Linked DNA regions of Gossypium hirsutum: region 2 is linked to region 1. Evidence: chromatin contacts called from public Hi-C data. All regions are on one chromosome and are shown on one strand. The core of a region is the stretch at or near the end of the contact, and the rest is flanking DNA. Distances in the headings are between cores, read along the strand shown.

Region 1 (3,962 bases), core at 768-3,267:
GGCAACAAAGTCATTCACTCTGTCTTGGACATTGTAATCAAACAAATTGACATTATCCTGCAACAGAGGCAACCATATTTAACTAAAACCAATTACATACTCGAGTCAACAGACTGACTAAACAAATAAGATTGAGCTTACTTGAACAACAGGGGAATCAGCATTAACTTCAAAGTAGAAACCTGGTGGAGGTTCATAATTTTCTGGGAATGCTCCTGCAAAAATCTGCAACGCAAATAAGTTCAAGTAAATAATAACTGAAGAATAATGGAATGTTGATATACATCCGCAGCCACAATTTGAAAGGTCAATAAATCAGTAAATGCAACACTATAATCATGAAGTTGAAGTACAAAATGTCATATCAAAAGCTAATCATGCATACACCAAATACAAGCAAAACAAACAAGCTGTTCACCTGAGCAGATGAGCCCAGGCTCTTAGAACCCCGCCAAATTACTTCGAGACTCTTCTCTTTTTTTCGCTTAATCCTGTCTTGGTAGTCTATGCGGCCAAAGAAAAATGAGTCGAATCCCACCTTCAAACATAGAAACATAATTCTATCTAAACAATGCTGCTTGAAAAGTGAGTAACAATAACTGAAGAAGAAAGCTAGCAGCAGTAGTTACAGATAGACTTACCTCCGCACCCAATAAGTAAGCCTGTACTGCAGAATGTCCAAAAGGATCAATTTGCCACCCAATTCTTGGAGTGACGCCAAACTCCTCTTTTAGGAATCGATGTCCAAGAGTTGTTTGATCAATCATGTCTATGTAATGTGGTACTGCCTCATCATGCATGCACATGCCTCCGTTTCTGGCAGAAGCAGAGGAAGAGAATGAGTGGAAGTACAAACTCGTCGGGATATGACAGAAAAGAATAGTTTTTAAACATGCAACATAGTTGCAACCATGGATGTTTGGAAAAGGGTTTATTTATGTCACGAATTACATGAACTCCAGTTGACCCGAGTTGACAAGTTTCTTGACTATACTCTGAGTTAGCTCACTCTGATCATTCCACCATCGCTGAAAAAATGCCTGCATGAATCAATTAAGACAATTACAACGCAAACACGACATATGACACATGACAACCACATATCTCTTGCCAGTACAGTCGAGCAGCATAACCTTAAAATACGTTTAATGCAGCGTTTTAGACAAGGAATACGAAAAATGGAGGTTAAGCTTGAAGGAAAAATTTATACTAAAGACAGTCAAAATTCGAGATTTCTTGCCTGCTCAACATAAATGAACTTGCGATTTTTGTCAGCTAACAGTGCCGGCACTAAAGAATCCAACACATTCTGCACACAAGCTCCCTAGTGGCGGAAACCCCACAGAAACAGAAAGAGAAAAAAATAAAAAGAAAATTTAAGATAGAATCGTAGAAATAGAGAGTGGAAGGAGAAAGGGGGCACCTGGATGGAATTGTTAGAGCCAACATAATACTGATCAACGGTTTTTAACCAACCAACATCATCATGGGTGTGAGGAACCAAATGAACATTGATTTTCCCAGCATCTATTCCAGCTGAAGTGTTATAAACCATGTATTTCGATTCAGAACATAAAACCCCCAAAAATAGCACCACGCCGATCAACTCAACGGTACGCATACTTGGCAGTTTAGTTTAGAGTGTGGGTGTGGGTGTTGGAGATTTAAGCAGTTTTAAGGTGTTGGTTTGAGTTGGAAAGGGAAAATGGAAACAAGTTTTTGGCTTCAAGCAACAGATTACTGTAGCTTTAGACGTCATAAACGAAAAGGACAGCAAAGGTTTTCAGTAAAAAAACGTTTACGAGACTCTGCTTAACTGATAAGGGAGGAGCAAGTCAAGCAAGGAAACACTCATCCAAACATTTCTGCAGTAGATGGAACAGCGACAACTGCCATTCTTCACTTTCTTTTTTGGTATTGACTTCTCTTGATGAATACCAATACCAGTTGTAGTGTAGGTATTTAGTATTATTATGATAATACTACCATCCTGCTTCTTTCAACTTCTTCCTTATCCAAAACTATTTTTAAAATAAGGTAATTTATGTTATTTAATATTTAAATTTTATCAATTGAATTTTAATTCTATTCAACCTGAGTTCGAGAAAAATATTATTTAAAAAAAGGTAATTGTTAAATTAAAATATTAAAAATAAGTATTTTAAATTTGTAAAGACTTTTGTTGCAGTGCGCTGCTGGTCTATTAATTCAATCCGCCTCGTTTTTTAATTTAGTATTATAATATATAATATTTTAATATAGACATTAAAAATTATTAAATTGTCTATATATAAAAGGTTAAATTCTATTATTAGTCCTCCTCTCTTATGTGTAATTTGTGAATTCAATCCTTATACTTTAATTTTTTGTTATTTTTAATCCTTTTATTTTTTTTAATTTTAAAATTGTAATCCTTATCAGATTATAGTTGTTAAATTTATTAAGTTTTATTATTTTCAAATTTTGACATGGTAAATATATTACCATATGTATGATGTTATGTCAACTTGTTATTTTCACATTTTACTCACAAAAAAGTCAGTTAATGGCTTTAACTACTATCGTTTGCATCAATATTAAAATTTCCAAATTCGAAAAGGGATTAAGAATGATCCAATTGAATAATATGAATTAAATTTACAATTTCATACATAGTAGAAGATTAATAGTGTAATTTAACCAACCGATCTTAACTGCTACCATTTGGATCGGGACTAAAATTTCAAATTTTGAATAGCATATGGACTAAAACTAACCAATTTAAAAAGTACAAGGACTAATTTTGATTAAATTAATATATAGGAACTAAATCCATAATTTATGCATAGTATAAGGACTAGTAACATAATTTAACCTATAGAAAGTTTTAATATATGAAAAAAATAAAATTATTAAATATTAAATTAAAAATAATATATATTTTTAAAAAATAAAAAATTAATATGAATATTCTTAAAATGGGTTTATGTTAGTCATCTATAAATATAACAAGTTTTGACAAAATTATAGACCCATATTTTAAGTCAGGTGGACTCGAACAACATAAAATATATTAATATCATATTTAAACTTAACTCATGAATACCTCTAATTTATGAATAGAATGAATATTGTTTTTATGAGTGAGGGTTGAGTTGCAACAAGTTCATATGTAGTTACAATATTATATATATAATCCTTAAGGTTTAATATGGTTTAAAACATTGATTTTAAACTTTGTTCAAATTTATACATATTTATAAATAATTAACTTGAGTTAGTTTATATTTGTACATAATGATTTTTATTTAATATTTAGTAATTTTATGAATATATATTTTTCCAGAGATAATATATACGTTGCCTCTAAATTTCATCAGTTATGTATTTAACTTGTACCTAATTTTTTTTAGGCTTAACCGGTATATGAACTTAGAGTCTCACATATTTTGATAATTATCTTGTAACTTTATTAGAATGTGATGATGTGGTATAGCCATGCAATAATATATCGACACATGTTAGCCTAATATTATGACACGTAGCAAGTACTAATAAAAATAAAAATATATAAAATATATAAATTTATTAAAATTTTTAGGGTTAATATGCATGTAACGCCCCTTACCCGAGACCGTTGCCGGAGTCGAGCACAAGGCACTACTAAACTTATTTGAGCACTTAACCAAATTTAGATAATTTATATCATACTTTTCAGACAAACTGTCCAACTGCGTCATAGTTGCTAAATAATTCATATCTCGAGTTATAAAACTCGAAATCCAAACCCGTAAATTTTCCCCGAATTTATACTCATATATCTACTTACCAATTTTTTTCTAGAATTTTTGGTCAAGCCAATTAGTACAGTTTATTAGTTAAAATCTCCCCTGTTTCAGGGTTTGACTACTCTGACCTTTGTGTATTACGAATCAGATATCTCTCTGTACAGAGCTTCAATGACTATGACGTTTGTCTCTAAT
Region 2 (3,962 bases), core at 782-3,281, 190 kb before region 1:
TATGTGGAAAGCTAGGTTTCTCTAGAGTTAATGACTTGGGGAAATATCTTGGTATGCCATTTTTTCACAACAAAGTGGGGACTATTACTTTTCAATTTATTTTGAATAAAATTTAGAATCGGCTAAATAGGTGGGATGTTATTAAGTTGTCACTTTTTGGCCGTCTCACATTGGTAAAGTTAGTGTTACTTATGATTCATAATTATTTTATGGCTACGACGCAAATTCTAATCATGATCTACAATGAAGTTGAAAAGCTAACTTGCGGGAAAGATTGTTGTATGATGATGCTGAATGGAGGCTTAGGGATTCAAAAGTTGCAAGACCAAAACAATCTCTTTCTTTTGAAGTTGTGGTTTAATTTGGTCACTAACACGGAGGAGTTGTGGGTTCATGTTCTACGTAATAAATACAATGTTCATGGAATCATCTCGAAGGGTATATGTTGAAGCAACTGTTCATTCATATGGCCATCAATTACGAGTGTTTGGAATGAGGTTAAACAGGGCGTCATTTGGACTATCCATGATAGTAGCTTGGTAAATTTTTGGAATGATACTTGGTTAAGGGATTCGGGGCCGTTAAAGCTACAGTATATTGGTAATGAACCCCTGGATGAAACTCTTTGCGTGTGTGACCTAGTGACATTAGAAGGAGAATAGAATACAGAATGGTTATCTACGATGCTACCAAGAGATATTATTGTCCGAATATGTCCTTGCAACACAATTTTGAAGGAGTTGGGTTCTAATTAAATCTCTTGGCAGTGGATTTCGTCAAGGAAGTTCTCCTTTGCAAAAACATATAAGTATCTTTTTAGGACTAATGGACCAAGGAGTTTGGGTATGATAGATTAATTTAGAGAGCTGTGGCGCCTCAAAATGTGTGATTTTTTCTATGGCTGTTTATTCGAAATAGACTTTTAACTAACGAGGAACGTATAAGGAGAGGTATGACATTGACTCCCTTTTGCAAACAATATGGTTGGTCTGTGGAAACGACAATTCATGTGGTGAGGGACTACGATTTTATTCAGTCTATTTGGAAAACAATGGTTCCTAGGAAAAATTGGAAATTTTTCTTTAGTTTAACACTTAAGAGATGGATTCACTGGAATATCACGAATAAAGAGGAATTAAAATTCATAGAGGCGAATGGTCAACATTTTTTGCAATAGTCTCTTAGTTCTTTTGGAAAAACCATAATGACTTTATCTTCAACAATGCTAGCGAGAGTAATTAGAATTTAATAGCTTCGGCTATGACATGGGCAAGATCGTTCGGAAACAATGGCAATATGGAGCAAATGTTATGCAAGTAAAGGAAAAAAAATAGTTGGCAAAGGCCTAAGCTGGGATAGGTCATGATTAATATTGATGGCTTGATGTTGACAAGCAAACCAAGGGTGGCAATAGGAGCAGCATTCAGAGGACCAAGCGGAGGGTGGTTGGTGGGTTTTGAACTAGTAACAGGTGTGGCTGATAGCTTAAAAATCGAAACTCAAGATATCCTAAAAGGCTTGAAGCTAACATGGATGAGGGGTTTCAAGCAGGTTGAGGTGGAAAGTGACAATACCCTATTTATTGATATTATTATAAATGGCTTTGTAGCAAACAATAATACAATGGAAGTCTGGCTGGTTCATGAGTGGTGTAATAGAGAATGGCAAGTTAAGCTTCAGCATGTCTTAAAGGAAAGTAACAAGGTTGTTGATTGCTTAGCAAAGGCGGTAGGAGGTGGAATGAATCGATTGGTTGTACTTGTTCTTTAATAATATTTTATTAATAACATTTTTTATTTAATGCATTAAGTAAATGATGAATTAATATGTAAATTAAAATAGTTTTAAAACTATAAATAATAATTACAATAAAGTGCTAAAATTTTATATTTGTGAATATAAATATTATTTAATCTTTATTAATACCTTATGTAATTTATTATCTATATTTTAGATTTTATTGTAAAAAAAAAAGTGAATGTTAATATTTAAATCCTACTTATAACAGTATATCATGTAAAATAAAATATAATGTAAATGAAATAAAATAAATAAAACAGTACTGAAAAGATCAACTCAATATCATGAAACGGGAAACGACGTCGTGACGTACGCCAGAGGAACCAGATTTGTTGTCCCTGGTAAGCTCGATATCAATATCATGAACCCTACTCATTGTTTGTTTATTCAACGCTTCAGCACCATTTCAAATTCTAATTAAAAGACCAGGAGAAAGAAAAATCAGCTACGCCACACTTATGGCAAGGCTTATCAGAAATTCGCTGATGAAGGCATTGATTCTTATTTTCTTTGCATCAGTAGCCACCGCCACAGGCGATGCCCCATTCATCGTCGCTCACAAGAAGGCATCGTTGACCAGACTCAAATCAGGTTCAGAACGCGTTTCTGTCTCCATCGACATCTACAATCAAGGCTTCTCGTGCGTTTCTCTTTCCTTTTTCTTTCCCTTTACTTCAATCCAGATTTAGCTATGATTTTTCCTTCGAGATGAAATTTCTAAATTTTGAATCCATCCTCAATTTTGAGTTGAATTCGAGCTGTTTTTTTATTTTTATTTTATTTAGCTTTCGATTTCCTTTTTAAGCTTTGCGTGATAAGTAGCTGATTTGAATATGAGAGTGATCACATTTTCTTTTGAGGTGATTCAAGAGAAAATATGTGGATTTGAAGCGAATTTCATTTTTTTTCTTCAGTTATTTGGATCTGAGAGAAATGGAATGAAATTGTAAATCCGATCCTTTTAATAGGAATTTCATTCCTTTTTAACCTTGCGATTAGAGAATATACATATGCACGCTTTTTTCTTTTTTTTCTTTTGCTTATAACTTTCTCTGCTCTAAGGTTTTGCATATTTCATGGTTTTTCAATTATTCTTCTTCTTATTATTCATGCAAAGCCTGATCTAACCTCTTTGATCATCAATTCTAATTGGAGATTGGTTTTTCTATACGATCCAATATAATGCTTGAATAATATTGCTGAAATTTTTGGAAACTTCTACAGTGGTAGTATGAAGCCTTGTATATTTCTTCCTCTTTTGATGTTTTTTCGAATTCACAAGTGAATTTTTCTAGATTTGTCTTGCACTTCTGTGTTTTCGGGATATTATCTTACTTGAGGAATAATCTTTCTGGGGAAAAAAATGATTCAGGACAGCATATGATGTGAGTCTCCTCGATGATAGCTGGCCTCAAGATATGTTTGATATTGTCAGTGGCAACACTTCACGGTCATGGGAAAGACTTGATGCGTGAGTTTTGCTTTTGTTTAATTCTATTAATATGTTATTCCTAGATTGGATTAATAAAAATGCAGAACTTTGCTATCTGCAGTGGTGGTCTTCTATCTCATTCATTTGAACTAGAGGCCAAAAAGCAAGGAATGTTCTATGGTGCCCCGGCAGTAATTACTTTCCGCATTCCCACAAAGGCTGCTTTGCAGGTTTGAGATCAAAACTGAGTGTATTTTCCTTAAATTTTAAGGGGAAAGAAAAGAAAATGTGGAGAAAGGAAAAGCTTTGATGCTCTAATTTGTTGTGTCTTTTTAGGAGGCATATTCAACTCCAATCTTGCCGTTAGATGTTCTTGCAGAAAGACCTCCTGAGAAGAAGTTTGACTGGGTAAGTTTTGCGTGGAATAACAGTAATCAATGTATTATAGCTATTCAATATCTTTTTTCCTTTTCTAAATGTTACTAATGCTTTTCTGTTTTTGTTTTTGGTGGGATGTGCTTTGGTGGTGACTGAATATTGAAGGCTAAGGTATAAATGATTCTTGTTTATCTTTTTCGAAGCGATCATGCTTCTAAAATTTGGATGGATAAGAACTGAGATGCATGCAGGGATAAGCATATTTGATTCAGGAAAAGATAATATGCATCCATTTTTTGTAACATTTTTTCTCTTCGTGTTACTAGTAGTGGTTGGGTTTTCTTGTGTGACA

The links. A called contact is a pair of places that touch in the nucleus more often than the background predicts.
Region 2: a Hi-C map of leaf shows a contact between it and region 1, with 2.3 times the contacts expected there. The contact joins the promoter of LOC107948505 here to the promoter of LOC107948508 in region 1. A contact is called at or near these places in 3 of 34 Hi-C or Micro-C datasets (callus and leaf).

What each region holds. Positions count from the first base shown.
Region 1 is chrA05:82,370,562-82,374,523 of Gossypium_hirsutum_v2.1, reverse strand. LOC107948508 (probable alpha-mannosidase At5g13980) reads right to left here and starts at 2,017. Exons shown (of 29, transcript XM_016883081.2): 1 at 1,424-2,017; 2 at 1,241-1,324; 3 at 952-1,040; 4 at 642-816; 5 at 419-538; 6 at 142-225; 7 at 1-57. The coding sequence starts at 1,621.
Region 2 is chrA05:82,563,826-82,567,787 of Gossypium_hirsutum_v2.1, reverse strand. LOC107948505 (translocon-associated protein subunit beta) reads left to right here and starts at 2,031. Exons shown (of 6, transcript XM_016883078.2): 1 at 2,031-2,440; 2 at 3,173-3,271; 3 at 3,354-3,462; 4 at 3,569-3,640; 5 at 3,776-3,781. The coding sequence starts at 2,259. It overlaps LOC107947879, which reads left to right and starts at 1,363. Exons shown (of 1, transcript XM_016882386.1): 1 at 1,363-1,770. The coding sequence starts at 1,363. The coding sequence ends at 1,770.